Linked DNA regions of Mus musculus: region 2 is linked to region 1. Evidence: chromatin contacts called from public promoter capture Hi-C data. All regions are on one chromosome and are shown on one strand. The core of a region is the stretch at or near the end of the contact, and the rest is flanking DNA. Distances in the headings are between cores, read along the strand shown. Region 1 holds the start of Gcgr (glucagon receptor). Region 2 holds the start of Sectm1b (secreted and transmembrane 1B).

Region 1 (4,213 bases), core at 558-3,057:
TAGGCTGAGCACCTCCAGCCCAGGGCCACACTGGTGCAGTTCCTGGCACCCCTCATCCCTAAGTCTCATTACCAGGTCACAGAGGGGCAGACCTTTGCTGTGGAGCACAATCCTCCAGCCTGTGCCCCAGGGAGATGAAGGAGGAGCTGTATCTATCCCTCAGCCTTGCACAAGCGGCCCCCACTGGGCGGCGGAAACAAACAGGTCTTTGCCTTCTAACCTTTGCCTTCTGGCCATTGCCTGGATCAAAACAGAAAAGGGCAGCTCCCTGTCAGGATTTCTGGTGGACTCTTCTGAAGATAGGGGCACAGAAGACAGAGCCCCGGGGAGTATCCCTGTCCCCAAATCCTGGCAGGGTCTTCCTGTGGATCTTATAGACATGTACAAAGCAGGGTCTGCCTACGAATCACTGGAGGGTGGGCCAGCTCACCGGTGAGGGAACCCACAGGTTGGGGCACAAGATCCAATGTCCCCTAAATAGACATGGAGTCCTGGAGAAGGACAACAACTGAACAAGGAACTGACCCAAGGCCCATGGGAGTTCTGAGGAAGGGCGGTGGGTGACAGAGAAGAAACCACATGTGTTCCAGATGAGAGAGACTGGTGCTGGACTGGATTCCCTAGAGGGGCCTCGGCTCTTTACTAGATGATCTGCAGGTATGAGGTGGAGGAGAGGACACAGACATAGGAGACTTGGGCCGCAGAGGACTGGTCTGGGGGCTGGAAATGGGGAGGGAGGTTGTGAGTACCCATTCTGAAAGCCACAGTTACAGGGAGAACTTTCTAGAAAGCAACATGACCCTCTTACAGGATGTGGAGAAGCCAGAGAAGTGGAAGCCCAAAAACACCCAAGGGAGTTTCTGATCCCGAGGTTACTGGGCAGGAGGGGAGATGAGGCAACAAAAGGTGGCTCAAGGGCTCAAATGGGGGGGCGGGCAGTGGAGAAAGTCCTCTCCAGGGCTGAGTCTAGGAGCGAAAGGCAGGCTTGTGGCTCAGAACCTTTGACTCCAGAAAAGGAGGTATCTAAAAAAGGTCTGTGCCGACTGAGAATATGGCCAAATTAGTGGATTGTCAAATGAGTGGTGTTGCTTGAGGGCTTATTGGACAGGAGTCCCTGAGGCCCACAGGGCATGTAACCTGGAAAGGGTTTAAGAGGCACTCTTAGCGGATCACCTTGTCTGAAATCTGCAGAGCGGCCCATGTATCCTGACCTCTCCCACCCATGGTGCATGTGTGGCAGCTGCAACCTTCCAGCCAGGAGCCAGATGTGGTTAAGTAAGGGACTTAGTCCTTCTAGAAAATCAAGACTGCAAACCTGAACGCAATGATGAGACCCCAGGACAGTGGACATTGAAAGAGAAAGGGGCGCGCTGAGTCACTTATTGTTCCCTTGGAGAACTCAGACCCATCAGGATTCGCACCTGCCAGGTCAGGATTCACCCGTGGAGGCTCTCTGAAGTCCAGGGTGCGCAAGGTTGGATCCTCAGGGTTACGGTACACCTGGTGAGGGTTCTCGGAAGGGACCCGTAGGGTCGGATCCAGGTCAGGGCCTGCTCCTGTGTGCCAGAGGGGAGGGAAAGGGAGAACGCGGGATGCAGACCTGCCAGGCAAGCTCAGCCCAGGAGATATACTCGGGGTTACACCGAGAGGGTCTGAGAGCTCGCTGCAGGTCCGCTGCACTAAGGCGCGGGCGCGGACCCTCATCTCTCCCCCTCCCCCGCGGGCCGCTCCCGCCCCCACCCCTCCCCCTTCGCCGCCGCCCAGCGTCGCCGCTGGAAAGTTTGCGAGCGGCTGGCGCGGAGCTGGCGCCGACCCCGATCACAGCGCGGCCGAGGCGAGCAGTCGCCGGCGCCCAGATCCGAGTACGCTCGAGGACCGCGAGGAGCGCAGCCCTAGCCCCGGCGACTGAGCACAGTGAGCACTAGGGTCGGGCCCCGAGGGGATGGTCTCAGGCTGTCTGTGGGGTGCTGGAGCACGAGCGTGACCTGGGCGCACAGAAGAGGGGAGCGGGGAGCTGGCCCTCGGGCCTGGACGTAAGCCAGCTGTCCCTGGGGTTTTGGGAGTCGCGGTTCTCGTCCCGGTCTAACACCTTATTCAAAACGGGAAATGTGTCCTACTGTCACGGTTAGGGCCACCTGATTCCCAACCGTCTCCTGCAGGTTAGGGGTCTCAACTTCTCCTTTCTATTTTCTGGGAGCGCAATCCAGGAAGGTGGGAGAGGGTGGGTGCAGACGTGGATCCTGCTGCCCCATTGAACGCCCAACACACTCCAGCTTCCAGCTTCTCACACTCCAAAGGCTCGCTCATCCCCTTCAGATGGATTCGCTTCCCCTTCCTATGTGTCCCTGATCTCCAGAACTTCCTAGCAGTGTCTCAGTCTTGCGGGTTAGATGTGTAGGCACCGTGCACTGAGGGTTTTTTTTCCCCTGCAAGCTCAGGTCATTGCTCCCCAGAGACCACCTTCCCACTTCAGACCCGCGAAGTTTTCTGTCGCAAACCGACTGATCCCTTACCTCTTAGCTCTCGCATCCTTCGAGGTTAGACCAGGCATATTTTGCTGTTCTTCTGTCTTGGAGACATAGAAGGGGGAATCTGAGCTCACCCGAGCCCGTGGGTATCTCCGCCCCTTTTCAGGGGAGGACTGGAGAACTAGGCTTTGTCACAGCCTGTGGCCCCTGATCCTGTCCCTGCCATAGGACTATGACCTGGTCTAGTTTCTCTGTTTTGACAAAAACACCCTTCCAGTTGATATCTCTGGGGATTCCTAAGATCAAAAACGTTGCTACTTTGGCTTCTAAGGAACCAAGAGGATCCCCCCCCCACCTTCCCTCGATGCCTCCCTTTGGCCACTGGGCCATCCATCTAACACCCTCCGCCACCTGCAGAGAAAATCGGTAACCACACTGCAAACACCCACGTGTCCTTTGTCCTGTTGGAGCTTGCTGGAAGCGGTGGTGGCATGGGACAATGCCAGTCCGAGTGGCTGGTGTGGTGGTGGCATGGGACAATGCCAGTCCGAGTGGCTGGTGTGCCAGATATGTGCTCTGAAGAAGGGGGATTGATTGATCTAAAGGCAAGACAGGCAAGCATCTTAGGGATTCAGACTTGCATCTTCCGTATTTCACCTACAGTTGGGTCTCACTGAGAGTCAGATTTCAGCAGCCTAGTTCAAGACGGGAAGAGGGTAGGGTCCCTGGTCTACTGTCCCTTATGTCCATCTGTTCCCTGACAGGGAGGGTAATAAGGTGGAAAAAGGACCAGAACTGCAGCTCAGGTCACAGGTGCGAGAGCGCGTCGTGCACACCTGGCTGCCTGTCACCCTGAGTATTTATCAGAGCTGATAGGCTCTGTCTGAGTGTCAGTATTTGCCCACCGTGGGGACAGGAGGCACACTGCGAAGGTACAGAGATTGCAGTCCTATCCTACTGACGACATAGCCTCTCTCCTTCAGTGGAAGGGAAAGGGTGCCGTGTTGCTCTTCATACATCTCTGCTCTCTTAAAGTCCAGACGTTTTCTGCAGAGACCCCAGAGTCTCAATTTCATGGGGCTGAAGTCAGCCTCAGCTTCCTGATGCCAGAAATCCCCCATCGTTATTCCATCCACAGGAATAGAACACTCACCCACCTTTTCTGCCACTTTTGTTTGAGAGACAAGGTTAGAGGTTACTGAACCCTTAGGGATCCAGCCCTGAGTGGTTTTGAGCTCACCCACTGTGGTCTCAGTGCTAAACTGTGTGTGGAAGGAAATCCTCAAGGGTTCTTGGTCTCGCCTTTGTTACTCTTTGTTATTTATTTATTTTTGGATTTTTCTTTTTTCTTTTGTTTGTTTGTTTTGTTTTGTTTTGTGACAGGGTTTCTCTGTGTAGCCCTGGGTATCCCTGACCTTACTATGTAGACCAGGCTAGCCTCAAACTCAGAGATCCTCCTGTCTCTGTCTCCCGAGTCTGGGATTAAAGGTGTGTGCCACCACCTATCGGTCATTGAACATTTACATTTTCAGGTTGGGCAACTGGGCTCTAAGGACCATCCTCCCCGACTGTCTTGATCTTCATCCTTGCAGGATCTTGGACCACATCCTTCCCCACCATGTCCCTTCCCTGTATCTCCACTCCCCATCTACCCACGCTGGTCATCTTTTATCACCTTCACACTGCCCTGAAGCCTTCCCGCCTCTAACCTTCCTCTTTCAGGCCTCTATGAGACCCCAGTAGCT
Region 2 (4,213 bases), core at 1,179-3,678, 530 kb after region 1:
GGGAACTGAACCTGTATCCATAACGCCCTTAACCTGTGAGGTAGTGCTTTAGTCCCAGCATTTAAATTTCCTTCCTCTTCTTTTTCTCTGGAGCTGAGGACCGAACCCAGGGCCCACCACTGAGCTAAATTCCCAATCCCTTAAATTTCTTAATAAGCCTTTGAAGGCAATACCTTCAAAACACACCAAAATCCTATACATGCCTATTTTAAATACAACAAAGTGTGATTTCCTTTGAGGGGAACAACACCAGCTTCTCCCCCTTGGCCTCTCACCCTAAGGGGATGGCACAAGACTCCTGGGTATGTCTTACTCTTTTCCTGAAATTCTTTCTTTCTATTAACCCCTGTCCTTGAATCAGTCTATATTTAAAATGTCTTTTAAGGTCTGGTGAGGTAAATAAAGGTAGTTGCCTCAAAATGATGAATGCCAGGGGTCCATCCCCAGAAACATTGTAAAGGCCTAAAGAGAAGACAGACTCCATAAAGTTGACCTCTGACCTCCATATTTGTGTACACATACAAGCACACGTGCACGCCCACACACATCCACGCCCACACACACTCTCTCTCTCACACACATTTTTAATGTCTTTTTCCGGGTGTAGTTGCACCTGGCTTTAATCCTAGCACTCTGGAGGAACAGACAGCAGAAAATAACAAAGAAGATAGGGCTGTCTGCCAAGCTGCTGAAAGCCCTGCTGCCAAGTCTAACTGCTGGGTTTGATCCTTCGGATCTACGGAGCTGAAGGAGACAAACTTGAAGTTTGATTCTCCACAGCTAGTGTGGCTCTGGCTTTTCTCCAGAGTCCTAGCTGCTCCATATCATGTCCTAACACGAGAGTTCTCAGCCTTCTTCCAGCGGACTTGGGTTATGTGCCACCCTTGTGAGGGTGAGATCCTCAAGAGGGAGAAGATGGCATTATTTCTCTTTCAGGCCTCTATTTTGTCTGTGGACCCAGATCCCAGCCACCTTGTCTCTCAGGCCCTGGGAACTTCTGGGTTTTTCCCAGCTATAACAGGACCTCTTTACTTAAGTCAACAGAATGACCAGAAGTAGGCTGAATCTGTGTCCACCTTGCTTGCATCTGTGTTCTTTTGGCTCCAGCTCATGATCAGCTCTGCATATAAGTATGGCAGTTACTCAAGGAGCCTTTGTCTAACGCCCATGAACTCCTCATGGCTGAGGAGACAAAGAACGGGAGTCTCTGAAGCATCTGTTGGCTTTCGTAGTGTCATGTTCCAGATCCCCCCGAAATGCATGAAAAGTCTCTAGTCATTGTTCTTAGTTTGCAGTGATCCAGGGTGTCAGAATAACATTCTCACAGATCCCTTAACACAGTCACCCCAGCAGGAGGAGCCACCTTTTCGGAACCCCATTATCCCTCAACCAGGACTTATTGGCAGCACCCTATCAGAACTGAGATAGTGATCAACCAGACTACGCTGTGACCAGGACTTCTTAACGATGTAGACCCTTCCCACTCCTCTATTTAAGCCCAAAGCTCATGTTAGTACCTTAAAGATGGGTTGACAGACTTTGTTGCCATTCTTGCCCAAGGACTGTGTGGGTTAAGTCCCTTCCCTGTATTTTTATTTGATTCCTTAGGGGAGATCTCTGTTTCAGGACTCAGCTGGCACAGCCAACATGGTATGTCACCTTTCTGACACTCCCTTCCCAATGCCTTTGCTGGATCTCCTGATGGAAATGATGCCATGACCTATGTCCACCAGTTATGAGTGCTGAGCCCCAAAGGAGATAGAAGCAGATCTGACCCCATCCCATGCAACACAATGGCCTTCAGCTCAGCTGGGAGTTGCATGCATGGAGCCTCAAGGATTTTGCAGAAGAAAGTCACAAGAAGAACCTTCAACCCCACAGCCAGACGTTGGCTTCTACTTATGTTAAGATGAGACCCAAACAACAGGACCCACACAGGTCACTGACTGAGCATAACATAGAGTCTTGATTCTCTGAGTGACCAGCCTCAGAAATTCACCCGTGTCAACTGCAGCTCACCTGTGTGCACCAAATCCCTCCCCCTGGCTTACGTACTCATGATCAGATGACAAGAAAGAATGCTCTGTTCTCTTCTTCCCATTCAGTTCACACCGAAGAACCCAGCTGCTGCACCTGCTCCTCCTGGAGCTTGGTGGGAGGCACCTGGAGAGACACAGATCCACTCTGCTCCTGATGTCCAGGGTGCCTGGACACTCCTCAGCCTCACCTTTACTCTGGACAAATCACTGAGACACAGGCATCCAATAAACAGAGGGTCCCAGAGAGGCTGCAGCCAGGGACACCCTGCCTGAGGGTCTCACCCCACATGCTTTAGAGCCCCAACACTCTGGGTGCCACCTCCCCTCCAGTTCTCACCTGCATGTGTGCTCCAGCTTCTTACCTGCTTCTCTGGCAATGAACTCTGGTGTAGCCCTTGCTGAGCTCATCCTGACCTGAGGGCGTGTCAGGGAGGAGGCGGTCCAAGTACCACCCGTTCTCATACCCAAGGGACTGCATTAATCCAGGAAGAAAACAAACTTCGGGAAAGAGTGTCATTTGCAGGAACTACCCTGAGTCCACACAACAGTGATGAGTTTCTGAGTGACTCCTTCATTAAAACATTTTAATTGAAAGCGGCTTTTAGCTACTTGCCTTAGGAGCACGGGAAGAAAGTCTAGGCTTTTCCTAGGCTAGTCATGGCTGCGGTCAGTGTTTGATTCAGGGCTCAGGGACTGCTCATTTAGGGGGACTTGTCTCCCTGCATGGGACATCACAGGCAAGAAGACTCTGGGCAACCACACAGGGAAAGGCAGGAGCCTAGTGCCCACACTGGACACAGTGCATGGGCTCCACATTCACAGGGTTCCCAGATATCCCTAGTGCCAACGTTAGAGAGAGGATCAGATAACCATGATCCCATGATTGTAGTATCCCTCCGGCAAGGCTTAGGCTACCAGACCGGAGGTAGGGGTCCTTGGGATGGTGGGGCAAGGATGTCCTGTGGTAAGGAATCTTGAAGGGCAGCTAAAGGTTCCGTGTCTCACCCCAAACATTAAAACACCTTTGTTGTCTCAGTGAAAACTCACCGTGAAAGTGAAACTAGGTGATTTGTTTTGAAACCACAAGGCAGGGACAACAACATTACAAGTCTTTCCCAGTGACAGTTCCAACTCTGAGGTCAGTGTCTACAGGTGATGATGCAGCTTAGCCTTCTGGAGAGTCTGTGTGCAAAAATCCCACCCCGGTGTGTACACGGTCTCAGTGTGTATACAGTCCTGCTGTGGTCTCACTGGCAGACACAGCTGCTTGTGTCCTAGCTCCACTAGGAGTCACCTTCTGCACATTCTCTGATCAGAAGTTGTGACATCTCCTGTCTCACCCACAGAGTTTTCAGAGATTTATGCTCCAAGGTCACTCTCAATTTCCTCAGCAGGATCTGCTGAGAATTTAGGAGTGCTGGGTATCTATTTCCTGTTGTCCTCTGTCCTCTGTGGCTTAATCCTATTTTTAATTTCTCTCTCTCTCTTTCTCTCCCTCTCTCCCCCCTCTCTCTCTCTTCCCCCTCTCTCCCCCTCCCTCCTTCTTCCCCTCCCTCCCATCTTCTCCCCTCCCCTTTGTGTGTGTGTGTCCTACCTTAGGCACTATTCACAGTTTTGAAGCAGGGTCTTTTGTTGGCCTGGCTTTCACCAGGTATGCCAGTGAGTCTGAGAGAGCGGTACCTCCTCAGTGCTGGAATTATAACTGTGCACATCATACTCAGCTTTTAATTTTTTTTTTTTACACTGGTTCTGGGGATCAAACTTGGGCCCTCATTTTTGCAAAGCCATTGCTTTACCTACAGAGACATCTCTTCAATCCATCCCTTTGTCTTTCATGCTTTTGGGGTTTCATGAATGATTCTGTGGTCACACAGCGTCATCTGTAGAGATAGATGGCTCATGTCCTCGGGCCATATATGTGTTCTCTTCTTGGGAAGCTGAGTTTTCAGATGTCTCCATATCCTGGTAGCCAACTAGCCTATTTGGATTGACGAGCCAACAGCGATGGGGGAGGGGAAATGAGGTGAGTAGAGTGTTAGTGAAGCCTTGAGGGTGGAGCAGGAGGAAAGATGTGCATAGGGCAGAGGTAGGGGTCAGATTGCAGCTTAGGTCTCTGCTGTCAGGAGCTTGGTCTTGAGGATCATTTTACTTTGGGGTCTGATGTCCTCACATCT

What was found. Capture Hi-C pulls out chosen DNA fragments and counts their contacts.
Region 2: a contact with region 1 is called in a promoter capture Hi-C map of liver. The contact joins the promoter of Sectm1b here to the promoter of Gcgr in region 1. A contact is called at or near these places in 1 of 484 Hi-C or Micro-C datasets (embryonic stem cells), 1 of 115 datasets of contacts at active chromatin or transcription factors (pancreatic cancer cells) and 2 of 9 other capture datasets (adipose tissue and liver).

What each region holds. Positions count from the first base shown.
Region 1 is chr11:120,528,920-120,533,132 of GRCm38.p6, forward strand. Gcgr (glucagon receptor) reads left to right here and starts at 1,808. Exons shown (of 14, transcript NM_008101.2): 1 at 1,808-1,914.
Region 2 is chr11:121,061,141-121,065,353 of GRCm38.p6, forward strand. It overlaps Sectm1b (secreted and transmembrane 1B), which reads right to left and starts at 2,429. Exons shown (of 5, transcript NM_026907.3): 1 at 2,377-2,429; 2 at 2,056-2,163.